Regions from separate parts of the Mus musculus genome. Here regions 2, 3, 4 and 5 are each linked to region 1. The links are chromatin contacts, called in public ChIA-PET and promoter capture Hi-C maps. All regions are on one chromosome and are shown on one strand. The core of a region is the stretch at or near the end of the contact, and the rest is flanking DNA. Distances in the headings are between cores, read along the strand shown. Region 1 holds the start of Cxcr3 (chemokine (C-X-C motif) receptor 3). Region 2 holds the start of Nono (non-POU-domain-containing, octamer binding protein). Region 3 holds the start of Pin4 (protein (peptidyl-prolyl cis/trans isomerase) NIMA-interacting, 4 (parvulin)). Region 4 holds the start of Foxo4 (forkhead box O4). Region 5 holds the start of Rtl5 (retrotransposon Gag like 5).

What was found. ChIA-PET counts read pairs in DNA pulled down with a chosen protein or histone mark. Capture Hi-C pulls out chosen DNA fragments and counts their contacts.
Region 2: a contact with region 1 is called in an RNA polymerase II ChIA-PET map of memory CD8 T cells, with 68 read pairs. The contact joins the promoter of Nono here to the promoter of Cxcr3 in region 1. A contact is called at or near these places in 2 of 115 datasets of contacts at active chromatin or transcription factors (effector CD8 T cells and memory CD8 T cells) and 1 of 9 other capture datasets (liver).
Region 3: an RNA polymerase II ChIA-PET map of memory CD8 T cells shows a contact between it and region 1, with 14 read pairs. The contact joins the promoter of Pin4 here to the promoter of Cxcr3 in region 1. A contact is called at or near these places in 3 of 39 promoter capture datasets (embryonic stem cells and stem cell-derived epiblast-like cells) and 1 of 115 datasets of contacts at active chromatin or transcription factors (memory CD8 T cells).
Region 4: an RNA polymerase II ChIA-PET map of memory CD8 T cells shows a contact between it and region 1, with 113 read pairs. The contact joins the promoter of Foxo4 here to the promoter of Cxcr3 in region 1. A contact is called at or near these places in 1 of 39 promoter capture datasets (neural stem cells) and 1 of 115 datasets of contacts at active chromatin or transcription factors (memory CD8 T cells).
Region 5: a contact with region 1 is called in a promoter capture Hi-C map of adipose tissue. The contact joins the promoter of Rtl5 here to the promoter of Cxcr3 in region 1. A contact is called at or near these places in 3 of 39 promoter capture datasets (embryonic stem cells, liver and trophoblast stem cells), 1 of 115 datasets of contacts at active chromatin or transcription factors (memory CD8 T cells) and 1 of 9 other capture datasets (adipose tissue).

The regions. Positions count from the first base shown.
Region 1 is chrX:101,732,769-101,735,468 of GRCm38.p6, reverse strand. Cxcr3 (chemokine (C-X-C motif) receptor 3) reads left to right here and starts at 1,322. Exons shown (of 2, transcript NM_009910.3): 1 at 1,322-1,422; 2 at 2,427-2,700. The coding sequence starts at 1,411.
Region 2 is chrX:101,428,318-101,431,017 of GRCm38.p6, reverse strand. It overlaps Nono (non-POU-domain-containing, octamer binding protein), which reads right to left and starts at 1,367. Exons shown (of 12, transcript NM_023144.2): 1 at 1,256-1,367; 2 at 466-525.
Region 3 is chrX:102,118,032-102,120,731 of GRCm38.p6, reverse strand. Pin4 (protein (peptidyl-prolyl cis/trans isomerase) NIMA-interacting, 4 (parvulin)) reads right to left here and starts at 1,263. Exons shown (of 4, transcript NM_027181.2): 1 at 1,168-1,263. The coding sequence starts at 1,210.
Region 4 is chrX:101,253,155-101,255,854 of GRCm38.p6, reverse strand. It overlaps Foxo4 (forkhead box O4), which reads right to left and starts at 1,327. Exons shown (of 3, transcript NM_018789.2): 1 at 582-1,327. The coding sequence starts at 1,034.
Region 5 is chrX:102,069,923-102,072,622 of GRCm38.p6, reverse strand. It overlaps Rtl5 (retrotransposon Gag like 5), which reads left to right and starts at 1,316. Exons shown (of 2, transcript NM_001278534.1): 1 at 1,316-2,700. The coding sequence starts at 1,761. It overlaps Nhsl2 (NHS-like 2), which reads right to left. Exons shown (of 8, transcript NM_001163610.1): 2 at 1,144-1,299.

The sequences.
Region 1 (2,700 bases), core at 73-2,572:
AAAAAAAGTTATCCAGTCCCGACTTCCACTACCCAGCACTGATGCATGCATACTGTAGCCTAGTATGGCACTTTCTACATGTGCATGGGTAGTACCAAAGTACATACAATAGTCTGTTACTTGCCTCTTCTACCACATGGGCATAAGCTCCTCTGCATTCAGCCTCATGAAAAATATGTGGCTCTCCACTTGTGTTTAGCTGGATGAATACATCAGTTTGTCTATTTACAAGAGAGTGGACTGCCCCACCCTCCTGCCACATGCTGTTCACAATGGTGCACTCCAATCATCCCGGCTCTCGGCTCTCGTGAGGCTGAGCCAGGAAGGTCACTGAGAGTTCAAAGCCAGGTTGGGCTACAGAATGAGGCTATCTCAGAAAGAACCCAAACCCAATTTTAAGAGTGCTGGCGTCCTTTTCAGACCACCGACTTTGAGATGGGTCTGTAAAAGCAGGCACCACCCTGGGACAGACCAGCACACAGTCTAGGTGTGATTCAGAAGCAGTCCGTGCACCTGGTAACAGGGCTGCCCTCTACTTCCCCACTGTGTGGCTTCAGACCTTTCCTCAAAGAACCTTCCCCCAGACAGCCACCCCAGACCCTTCCCTGGGTCCCAGGTTTTTTGCTTTCTCACCAGATGGAACTCCAACATTCCTGATAGCCTGTTGCCCTATCAGCTGCACTGCTTGTCTGCGCCACACATGCCCACCTGCCGATCACTGAGGTATCAAGCATTTCCCAGCCCCTGAGCGTGCTCCTGAATAGTTCCATCTGATCTGGACATTAAATGGACATTCCAGATGACTTTGGGCTCATTATAATCCCATCGTGATTTCATTCATATATATATATATATATATATATATATATATACATCAATGCCAGGTCTGATTCAACCATGCCCAAATGAGAAAAGACAAGAGGTGGCAGGCATCTCTTGGAAATGTCCTCCCTACTCATGCAGTTATGATAGCAGTAGCCACACCACAGCCCACTCTAACACAGTCCCAGTGAGACTCCAATCCCAGTACTTGCTAAGGAGAAGGTCCCTTCAGTTGAGCTTCCCTCCTGCAGTCACTGCCATCAGATCACACTTCCTGCCTGCTCCTAGACTCACTTAGTTGTTTATGAATGATATTGAGTAAGACAAGAACTGCAGGCTTTGTAACAGTCCCAAGTTCCTGGCTAGCCCCTTCTAAGTGTATTCACCTGACCACAGGCGTGGCAGAAAAGACAGAAAAGCCCTCTGCGGAGGGCTGGTATAGATTACCCTTTGGAAGAGGCTGTGCTGAGCCGTGAAATCTTCACTTCCTCTGTTCACTGCAAGTTCCCAACCACAAGTGCCAAAGGCAGAGAAGCAGGCAGCACGAGACCTGACCCCAGCAGCCACAGCCGGAGCACCAGCCAAGCCATGTACCTTGAGGTAAGTTCTGCTGCCCAGCTCAGCTACAATACAGCGGCCAAGTGGCCGAGCTCGGATACCAGGGACAAGCGTGGGCTGGCCCACAGCCAAGAGGCACCAGCGGGCTGAGTGAGCAGCATCGAATGCAGAGGTTCTGATAATAAGAGCATTGGTGGATTGGGAAACCCAGCCTGGCCACTAACCACAGGCCTGTCTCCTGCCTCTGTGGCTTGGATGCCTCATCTGAAAATGTCAAGCTGTAGAAACTCAACTTCGGTGATCTCTAGTTCTCAGATAGTTTGGGATAAGGTGTAGAGCTGAAGTGGAAGTGGTATGCCCCCATTGTCTGAGCTACTTGGGAGGCAGAGGCAGAAAGCTCATCTGAGCCCAAGAGTTTGAAATCAGCCTGGCCATCTTGGGAAGACCAATTAGGGCTTGGGTGGGAAGCTCAGTGGGTACCCACTGCCTCTGGGTAGGGGAAGAGAGGCATGTACGGTGTGTGTAGGGGTGCACAGTGGTTTGTAGAAAATCCTTATGTGAGACCAGGAAGTCAGGGTCACCAGATAAGGGCTGAGGAGGGAAAAGGAGGGCCAGGGACTAGAAGATAGAGTAAGGAAGCACCTGGGGAGGCCAGTGGTTGATCCAGGCAGGGGTGGCCATAGCAGCAAGGCTGACAAATCACCAAGCGTAAAGAGGAAGGGAAAGAATGGAAGGCTCCAGACCCTGGAAGGAAGTTCCTCTTCCGGCAGAGAATCCCTGTCCTGGATGATAATCCAGAAAGGGTCTGGGGGGGGGGGGGCCGGGGGGTTACCAGCCTTTGAAAAGGGGGGGTCACCTTCCCAGTCTGAGTAGATGGAGTTAAGGAGATGTGGTCCCCGGAGAGAAAGAGTCAGCTCAGGGTCTGGCTATTGCTAAGGGAAACAAACACTCACCAGAATAAATGACAGGGCACAAAGGGGCAAAGCCAGTTGCTGGGTCTTTACAGAGAATGGCCTCCCTTCCCTCTCTCCCCCTTCCTCGGGCAGGTTAGTGAACGTCAAGTGCTAGATGCCTCGGACTTTGCCTTTCTTCTGGAAAACAGCACCTCTCCCTACGATTATGGGGAAAACGAGAGCGACTTCTCTGACTCCCCGCCCTGCCCACAGGATTTCAGCCTGAACTTTGACAGAACCTTCCTGCCAGCCCTCTACAGCCTCCTCTTCTTGCTGGGGCTGCTAGGCAATGGGGCGGTGGCTGCTGTGCTACTGAGTCAGCGCACTGCCCTGAGCAGCACGGACACCTTCCTGCTCCACCTGGCTG
Region 2 (2,700 bases), core at 118-2,617, 300 kb after region 1:
GCAGACATGTTCAGGACCATATTAATCACAGGTATCTGAAATCTAAATCAAGGTCCTCTCAATTTTAGAAGAGTCAAATTACTAAATGAAAAACTGCTAGAGAAATCCAGTGTGAACTTGCTAGGCTGATATGGTTGCCTGGTGGGCGACTGTTAAAGCTGTAGAATACAATCACGGTAAAGGCGGCTGAGTTTCTTAGGACTTTTTATTTAAAAAACAATGAAGTGGACAAACATAAATTTAAGCACTAACCCCTATTAGAACAGCCATAATTAGGGGTTATAAAAACAAAACAACAACAAAAAAAAAAACCCACACCACTCAGTCACATTTTAGTTTCAGATTCTAAAAACGGTTTAGCTTAAATAACATGAAAAGTGCCCCCCAAATTAATTTCTCATCTGTAAAATCTGTATTAGTTAAGCATCCTGCACTTTACCTGATGACCCTACCTCCTGCACCTACCTTGACTTGGATTTGAACACAGCAAAGTGTCTGCCTCGCAGTCCTCACTAACCTCGACTGCTGTTAAAAACACAAAGAAAGGTGTCAGCTTACAGTAAGACGTCCGCAAAGTGAAAAATACTCGAAAGTAATGCCACAGAAAGCAACATTTTTTTTTAATTTAGAAAAGCGATGCCTACAAATGCCTAGGAAAAGCTTAAGGAGCAAGGGGTTCGGAAAAAAGGCGCGCGCGCGCGCGCGTGCAAGGGTGGGGTGGAGGGTGTTTCATGAACTTAGCACCAAAAGCCAAGGGGTCTGAACTAGCAAACTTCCCACTTTCGTTTCAAATAACAAAACAACAACAACAAAAAATCCATAGCTCCAGGGGCCCCACAGGCCCTCTAGGAATTAATGGCCTTGAAAGGCTAGGGAGGAGCATCCGACAAAGCAAAGCGCCTCCTCCTCTAACCTCGACTTCAGGGCCTTAGTATAATAGACCCCACACCCTGTGGCCCAGGGCGTTCAAGAAGCCAACAACTTAGGGCCACTAAAATTGGGGGTGAGCAGCACAAAGAGTCTGGGCAAGGAAGCAAGAAAAGCATTGGCTAATGCCCGCGGCGGGGAGCAGGGAGCGCTCTGGCCCCCATGGGTGGGCTGCGAAGGCCTTGTGCGGAGGGGGAAAGGCCTCCCGGGCCTTCGGAACCCATAGCCCGTGTGCAAACTCGGCCTCGCCCCAACCCCTCCCTTTCCAGAGTGTCGCAGGAAGCCCCACCGCATCCCTAAGCAACCAAAGAGCCATCCCCAAACTCACCCTCTGGCCACAGTTCTTTGCTCGGAGTATGGGCGACGCTGCACGGCCTCCACCGTCCCGAGAAAAGAGCGCGCGACCGCCGGAAACGAGCCGACGGAGCTCGGTACCTCCCGAGGGGGGGGGGGGTCAATTTTGGATTCCCGATTGGCTATGTGAACTGCCAGTCAAAGTTTATCTCCCGAGAAAGTCTCATTAGTCCGCCATTTCTTAACGTTTATTGGCTACCGACTGTCAAAGCCTTGGGTTCGTGTGAACGACAGATGGGGACAAAGAGCGAGGCTTCGTAGCTTATGCGCATGCACTAGAGGCGCCGAGCACAAGACGGAAAAGGAAGGGGGAGGGGGAGCCAGCAGTGGAAGGTAGGGGGTCGGAAGGAGAGGCTCACCCGGCCCTACGGAAGGACTGAAAACCTAGCGGTGGGAGGAGGAGAGAAGAGAACTTGTGCGAGAGGAAGATCGGAGCGAAAAGGGGGGAAAATGTGCACGTAGGCGTGTGCTGAGAATTTATGCACTGCGCCTGTGCAAAATTAAGACTAACAATGTCATTGTATTCTATGTGGTAGAGCTAGCCGTTTGCTACTGAAAAAAAAAAATGTGCCCCGCCATGTTTCTTTTTTTCCACACTTCCTCAAAGCGTCTACCCTGACACCCTATACAGTTTTAGTTTCCTTTCTCAGTGCTGGGTATGTTTGGGAAGTGTAACTGAAATGGACATGATTGTAGAAACAGGCAGGAGGGCAAACGATTTTGACACTTTAAGCTCAGTGATTACCCAGAACTGTGACTAGCACCATTTCCATAGTAACCAGAGAACCCGATAGGCCAAACAGACTAAGGTTCCCATCGCAGAGAGACTCAACAGGTTGGTCGGCGGTGCCTGAACCAGTATGTTGGAGGTCTTCACATCAGACCTACTCTTTATCCCATAGGAGGCCTATCAGGTAATAATAACCTTCGTTATTCCATAATGCCTAGCTCTCCCAGGCGGTTAACCAAGGATTACAAGGTTCAATAGATAGGCACCAGTAGTTAATCCTCAGTAATTAATTCATACTCCTGATGGCAGATTATCTCAATAGGCATTACCTATACCTTGTATGGGGATACAATGATATGGAACTGTGCTGTCTAATAAGCCTCTTACAATGTTGGGAAGGTTCTGTGGCACCATTCAATACAGTAGTAGAGACTAGCTATATTCTACCCAATCCACCCCGTTTGCGTGTGCGTGTGCATCAACATATGGCTACAACTTACTATAGTGGGTATATTTATCCCAATGGTTCCCAAATTCTTTGAGATAAGATAGCACATTATTATGAAAAAAGAAAATGGGGGGGATCAAGATCAGATAATGCCCTTCAGTATGAAGTTTCAGCCCTACTACTGATCTCCTATATCCACTATCCAATTATGACAGCTGTTTACTACGTATGACTGTCACAA
Region 3 (2,700 bases), core at 14-2,513, 390 kb before region 1:
TGGTTCCTTGGACCTCTGGGGTATCACTCTACTACACTCCATTTATTTGTCTCTTCTCTGGGTTCCTACAACCACAATCTTAGTTCAGGCCAACTCTCTCTCTTACCAGAACTACTGAAATCATCTCTCTCTCTCTCTCTCTCTCTCTCCCTCACTACTCTCCCCTCTCTGTTTGTTTGTTTGTTTTTAAGACAGGGTTTCTCTGTGTAGCCCTGGCTGTCCTGGAACTCACTCTGTAGACCAGGCTGGCCTCGAACTCAGAAATCCACCTGCCTCTGCCTCCCCAAGTGCTAGGATTAAAGGTGTGCGCTACCGCTGCCCGGCTTGAAATCATCTCTTTAAAGGACCTCCTGGCCCCTAACCAACCTTAATTAACACCATATACAGCACACCTCATGATTTAGTTTTCTTCTGTTTTAATTTCCCCAACTTGCTTATTTGTTTTGAAGTTTTACTTCAGCGATGCTATACTAAACTGCCTTTGGGGCTGGCCTCTCCGGGTTGAGGACTCTTTACCCTATTGCTGCTGCTTATCTCAGCCTGCCCAAAGTATCTCCAGTTTGTTTCTTTACCCTCTTTCCACCTTCTATAACATAACTCTCACAACTACATTCGGCACAGTACTTAGAGGCTACTATCTTCCCCACATTGTCCAGCGATGAATAAGAGTTGTCTTAGTTTTCTAGCCTGAAAGCACAATGTTGTCCCCAACAACGGTCTTCAAGAAGCGAGTCCCTCCTCATGTGTGTGTGTAGGGGAGGGGAGGGGGGGGGAGGTACGTCCTGTTAGTTGTTAAGAGGCCTAGATGGACTAGATTGATCACTAGTGTAGGCTTCCTTTTATTGCTGGCGTTTCATCAGATTCAATTTTAGTGGGAATAAACCCCAGGTCACGAGGAACCATCCCCAGCAGCTTCTATTGCCCGCCACGAGGGTCCCTGCACTGAAACCTCATGGATACCCTGAACCACAGCAGCTCCTCACGCACTGATCTTTCCTTACCACAAGAAGCCCAAACATAAACCACAGCGGCTCAGGGTGCTCCCGGTGGCCCTGCTGTCCGGCTTATGATCACCTCCCTCCCCCACCCCACACAGCTGCAGGTCTACTCCTGTCCTTCTCCCCATCCACCCCTACGCTCGCTCCATGACTGTCTCGGCAGGTCTACCTTTCCCTCCTTTTCCAGAACCACTTTTCCCCTTCGGCGGCATCTCTTAAGCTGGCGGATGAACTCTCCGGCAACTGTTCCGGTGCTAGCAAAAGGACCCCTCAGGCCCCACAGGTATGTCCTCCGCAATGCCTGAAAGCAGCGTCACAATCAACTATTTCTGCTGCGGTTCCAGAATCAGGCATAGCTTGGAACAGACCCAGTCCTTTGGTTCTTTGACCTATAGGAGCTAGAGATGTTAGACCAATGAGAAGCCGAAGCCTTACGGGGAGGCGGGAACAAAGGTTGCCCAGAGACGAGAAAGCGCAGCCTCTATTCTGTTCTTCAAAGCTTTTACTTGCCCTCATTTGCACTTGTTCTTTGCTCTCTCTCGCCCCGCCCACTTTTTTGTGCATGCGCAGTGCGAGCCTCAGGCCACTGCAGTTCTTTGGCGTGGGCTTTTGCTTTGGGGATTCTAGACAAAGGGACAGCAGAGGGAGTTTAGATAATGGCCTTCTTCCGTCCTCTCTCCGACTGACACAGACCTGCACTCCCTAATGGCTTTTCTTACTTACTTGTTTGTTTATATTTTTGCAGCAGTAGTTGATGGGGTACAAAAGATGGAATTTTTTTTTTAAAGCCTATCATCCCATTGCCTGTGACAGGCAGAAGTCTGTCATGGAGAAACATTGGAAGCAGCCTAAATTAATTTTAAAATAACGATTATAAGCTGTGTGTACAGAAATAGCCTTAAGGAAGATTATAGACCAAGATGTAGAATGTGATTTTTTAAAGTTATATATCCTGGAGAACATAATCTATGCACCTAAAAGACAAACAAGGCATTAATGCTGTTCAGCAGGATAGCATGTGACCACTCGTGTCAATCTATATAGTATTCATGTCTCTGTATTTTTCCAGAGTTCTTTTCTTTTTTCCTTCCTTCCTTTCTCTTTCCTTCCTTCTTTGCTTCCTTTCTTTTTTCTTTTGATACAGGGTTTCTCTGTATGTAGCCCTGGCTGTCCTGGAACTCACAGAGATTTGCCTGCCTCTATCTTCTAACTGCTGGGGCTTAAGATATGTGCCACCACCTTCCAGCTCAAAGTTTGTATGACAGCACAGCATAAGGCAATTTAAAGCTTGGATTCTGGAGGCACATGACCTGCTTTAAAACCCCTTCTACTAGTCCTGTGACCTTGAAGACGCTCTTGGGCTCAGTTTCCATCTTCTGCGAGATGGTGTTGTTAAAGTATCTGCTTATGGAGTATCATGAGAAATAATTTCATAGTCGATGACTAACTGGGGGCGTTTACTTAAGATGAATAGCTTTTGAATTTGCATCCCAATGTGCTCTTGATCTCTCTTTCTCACTCAGTCTCTCTTTTTGAGACCAGGTCTTGCTTAGTAGCCTAGACTGTTCTGGAACTTACTATGTCCTCCTGCTTCTGCCTCTCAAGTGGTGGGAATCATGTGCCACTTGGATACATTTTTCTCTTTCCCCCACAATCCTCCCCTCCTCTACCAATAATTTTCGTATATGACATCTTTCCCTCT
Region 4 (2,700 bases), core at 78-2,577, 480 kb after region 1:
GGTAAACTGAGGCAGATAGCAGCTTGCGGGCCTCTTTCCTTAGTGCACAAGGTCGCTACCTTTCCCCATGGATACCAACCACTTTGCCCCCCTTCACCGCCCACTCCCTCTTGGGCAGAGCAATCGTAGAACAGTTCTGTTCACTGAGGTATTGGGAGGCGAGCAGGGAATCCGAGTAATCCCGCAGGAATGGGCCAAAAGGTGTTGGGTGGGAGGGGAGGGAGGAGGGAAGGCTAGGTGCCGGTGGAGAATCCACACAGTTCCTGCTGTACATAGGATAAAGACTTCTCTGTGGGAATAAATGTTTGGAGCAGCTCAAGCCAAAGTGCTGAGTAGCGAGTAGAGAATTCGATTTTCCTCAGAGCAGGGACAGTGTCTTATTCATCTCCGATCCTCCTGCTTCAAGCTGCTCAGAGTGTGGTATATACTATGTACTAAGTAAATGCCTGTCTAACTGAAGATTAAAGGTGGATCTTTGGGCTTTCCAAAGGGGTGGAAAGGCGGTAATGGGGGGCCCCGGAGTGAGAGTAACTAGAGGGGTCCAAGGGTGGATGGCGTGAAGGTAAGGGAGTCATACTTACCTTCCATCCTGCCGAGCTGTTGCTGTCACCCTTGTCCTTGAAGTAGGGCACCGTGCGGACCATCCATTCGTAGATCTGGGCGAGTGTCAGCCGCTTCTCCGGGGCGCTTTCAATGGCCTGGCTGATGAGTTCTGCATATGACTGATTTCCCCAGGCATTCCGGCGGGAGCCTCCCTTCCGAGGACCTGTTACAGCCCCCAGGATTCCCGGCTGGGGGCCCCCTGCCGGCTCTGGGAGCCGAGAGGGCAACAGGATCGGTTCGGAGTGTCCCTCCGTGGGTACCTTCTGTCCCAGACTGGGCTCCACCTCGGACGGTTCGTGTGGCTCCGTAGCGAGGTCTGGTCGAGGAAGGGGCCAGGTGCAGGATCGCGGACGGCTCTGGGGTTCGAAGTCGGGATCGAGGTCTAGGATCGCGGCAGCCCCTGTGGCTGACTTCTTATTCTCTGGATCCATACGTGGGGTCGAACCTCTGCAGCTCAGCGATCAGTGGAGCCTGCCACAGTCCCTCACCATGCCTCCCCCAAGGGGGGAAACACATTCTTTCCAGTTCTCAGAAAGTCACGAACTTCTCCCTCGTCTCCGGACTCTAGCTCCTAAACTGTCCCTTTCACTCCGTTCTCCGATCCCCTCCGGAGTCCGGGCTGCAGCCTCAGAGTAGCGCTCTGAGGCACCACCTGTAACCTCCGCCTAGCGAAGGCACTTTCTGCACCCTCTCACTCAGCTTCCTGCTCTTTTAAACCTGAGGCACCGTATCCCCTCATACATTGCGCTCCCATCACCGAACGTCTCCTCAGCGAAGTTCCCTCCCCCTTTCAAGTTGCTGCCCCCCGGACACTCCTCCCAAATTTCCTCCACCCGGATCGCTGCCCTCCCCCACGCCCCGCTCCCGGGCGTCACTTGTCCCTCCCCTGGCTCTCCCTCCCCTCGCCTCTTCCCTCCAGGTCACTCTTGAGAGGGTCAAGGTTCTTGCGGCCCCAGCCTCCCCAACTCCAGAACTGAATCCCCTATCGGACCCCCCCACCCCCCGCCCCCCGGGTTTCCCTTTTGTTTTGCTCCAAGCAGCAGCCCCCGCCAGACGTCTCTGTTTACCACTCGCTGGGGCAGCCATCTGCGCACGCGCCTCAGGAGCCACTTGGGAAACTGAGTTCTCGAATCGTGCCACCCTGGTCGTTCTCGAAGACTACATCTCCCGTCCTACCTTGCGATCAGGAGTCCGATATCGGCCGCAGGAGAGCGGCGCGTGGCAGGATGTGGGGAGGTGGAACTTTAATGATTAGAGGTCGTCCCGGACTCTTTTTCTTTTCTTAAAAATATTTTTCCTCATTCCTTCCCTTTTCACCCACTTCCTCGAGTTTCGGGGTCGCCCAAAAGATCGTTTTGAAAGACGCTAGATTTTCCCATCCTTCACTAAGAAAGCAAAGTGAAAATGTATTGCCCTTATAAGAAGCAGAAAGAGTATCAACAAGTAGGGATCTGATTAGAAAATAAGACACACTCACTTGGGGAGTTGAGAGGGAAGCTTGTGTAACAACAAACAGTGTTCATTGGTTATGGTGCACTCTCTCCATTTTCTATGTACATTTCACAGACAGTCTTGCTAGTTTCCTCTGTCAGCTATGCAGGCCTCTGAAATACTGATCTTCTCCTTGTTCTGATCTTCAATGGCTTCTCATTCAACATGTCTCCAACTGAACTTTTTTTTTTTTTAATCTCTTTCTGCACCTATACCTCCACCCTCTAGCTACCTTTAACCTCTGTTATTTTGTCTTTTTTCTGGAGCTGAGGACCGACTCCAGGGCCTTAGCCCTTGTTAGGCAAGTGCTATACCACTGAGCTAAATCCCCGATCCCTACTCTTAAGCTCTGAATTTGGTTAGAGGCTGTTCTGGGTCTACCTAACCTTCTCAGCCACACTGATGGTCACCTTTCCACTTCTGTAACTTGCTACTTCCAAATTCTAAATGGAGACATTATGACTGGGTTTAAGTTCTTCAACAGTGCACCGGCTTCTAATCCTTCTAATCCTTTCAAATAAAGCCATTTCCTAGTGGGCCTATGGGGGGCATTCTTATTCAAACCAGCATATCAAAATTAGCTCACTTACAGCTCACTTAACCATG
Region 5 (2,700 bases), core at 67-2,566, 340 kb before region 1:
CCATGGCTTAGATGACATGCAGAAAGTGAGAGGTCAGAATGGACATTCCAGGCTCTGTGTGCTCTGAATCTGGTGCTGAGGCTGCTCTCAGGGCTGATTCTCTGCAGCAATGTCTGCGCTCTCTGCTCCGATTCCCTCTTCAGAAGCCCTTCCAGGTGCTCTTAAGTCTCAGGGCAGATACCCAAAGAGCACTCTTCCCTTTGAACTGTGGCCCCTGGGCATGTTGGAAAAGTTTTTCTTTGTCTGGAGGTGGAGGTCTGCCTCTCTCTGAGTTTCTGCTTCCTGGTCCTAATTCTACCTTTGCTAAACTAGCACATTCACTCCCCTCCCCCTCTTGCATGGTAGCTCTTCCTTGTTGGACACAGGGCTCATGATTATCTCTTAGCATCTTGCTTCTCTAAGGTCACTACTGCCCTTTTCGGGGAGCTGGGGGTTTCCACTGTATCCCCCTTGGGAGGCCCATCAGATGTTTTCTGTTCTGCACTGGGATTAATATATGCTGGCACGGAGATATAAGAACTGACAAGATATTTTGTACATTTCGTATCCATTGGGCACCTCCTGGGGGAATTCAGCCCTGTGTCCAGTGTCTCTGAAAAACTCAAGTAGTAAGAGAAACTCAAAGGTACAAGAGATGGCTTTTTTTTTTTTTTTGTGGTGCTGGACATAGAAGCTTGGGCCTTGCACATGCTACCACTAAGCTACATCCTCAGCTTGGAGAGATATATGGAGGAGCTCATTGTGGTTGGGAGGTTATTACAAGAGCAGAGTGTGTGAAGTCCAGGTAAGGAGAAACCCCTTTGTTTTCTGGTGCCAGCATCCCAAGGCATGGGCTATATAACAGGAGGGCTGGAAGGAATGTGGGTCCCCATTGAGGGAGTCTCCCATTTCCTTCTCCGTGAATTGCTTGACCACTACCCTGTCTCAGCCTGTATCCTTTCTCCCTTTATGGACTACTGAACCAAAAAGGGAGGGAGGAAGGGAGCAACAGCACTGGAAACAGAATGTTAGCATCATCAGTCTGGAAGGTGAAAAGAGAGATGGTTTGGAACTGTTTTCTTTTCTTTTGCTGCTCCCCATTTCTTCTTTGCCTCCCTCCTGCTGCGCAGCTGCCTCTAAGGCAGCCCCCCACCCTCGCAGTACCTTGCAACAGGCTCTGGAGATTGAGCTGCGCCTCGCGAAGCAGTTCCTCTACACTCGGGGGCCTGCCCGAGGAGAGGAACACGTTCACTGGCTGTCGCCATGACGACCTCGAGTGGGCAGTCGCTGTCGCATTTTCCCGACCCGAGTTAGCTGCAGCTAGGGAAGGAGAGAGTGAGTGAGAGCGCAGCCGCGGGAGCCAGTGGGCTCCCTCGGTTCCCGAAGGCCCGCCCCTGCGGGGGGCGCGCGTAGCTGAGCTTAAAAGGCGAGAGGGATCGCTGTCTGCAAGATTTTTCCTCGACAGATCCTGCCGCAGTCCCTTCCCTCCTACTCTGCCTGCCTCTGTTGGCGTCACCTCTGCCAGCGTCTCGTCTGTCTCCTGCGCCTGCCGCCTCCAGGTCCCGAGCTGCTGCCTGCTCTCTCTCCGACCCCTGCCACGAGGTAACGCGTCCCGGACCGAGCCCCTGTGGGTGTGGCCCGGGCTCGCTTGCGCCGGGTCGCCCTGTCGCCGCACGTTGGTCTCCTCCCACGCCCACCTCCTCATTTCTGCCTCCTCCTGCACTCCCCATAACTCCCTACCCCCAAGTGCCCAGCACTCAAAGCCCCAGGAACTTGTCACAATGTCTGAAGCGGCGGGAAATCTCAATAGCCTCCGCTTGGCGAATGTGGCCCTGCGAGAGGAGTTAAATGCCCTTCGAGGAGAGAATGTCCAGCTGGGCCTGCAGCTCGGAAGAGCCTTGGCCGAGGTTAATTCCTTGCGGGGCAATGTCTCGAGCTACATCCGCTGGCCCATGCCCATAGTACCGGTCCTTGCCGAGGAGAACTTTGAGTTCCTGCTCAATGAGACTGATCCCACTCCTGAGGAGGAGGAAGAGGAGGAGGAGGAGGTGCCTTTCCTGTGCTGGCCTCCTCCACGCACAGATCCCGAGTACGTCTCAGATGATCTTTTGATTAATGTGGTCCAGGACTATACCAACCCCGACGGGTCCAGTGACCCTCCTCTGTCACCCAGCCCGTCCCAGCCGGAACTGCACTCCCCCATGTTAAAGGAGCCAACCTTTGAGTTCCTTTTGCCACCGCTGGAGCGGCCAGACATAGAACCCTTTTCAGGCGACCCAGTGTACCTGGCTGAATTTCTGATGCAGCTAGAGACTTTCATAGCAGATCACGAGGATCACTTCCCTGGGGGCGCGGAACGGGTGGCATTTCTCATCTCCTTTTTCACAGGGGAAGCGAGAGACTGGGCTATCTCAGTCACTCAGGAAGGAAGCTCCTTGCATGCCAACTTCCCGCGCTTCCTGGATGAAATCCGTAAGGAATTCTGTGGCCCCATCCCCTCACGCGTGGCTAAAAAGGCCATACGCAAGCTCAAGCAGGGAAACTGTACCCTGGGCAGCTATGCAGATGCTTTTCAGTTCTTGGCCCAGTTCTTGTCTTGGGATGACTGTCGCCTCCAAAACCAATTTCTCAAAGGCTTGTCAGAAATTTTTCGAAAGGAACTCTTATGGTCAACTGAAGTGGCCGACCTGGATGAGCTGATTCTTGAGTGTGTCAAGATAG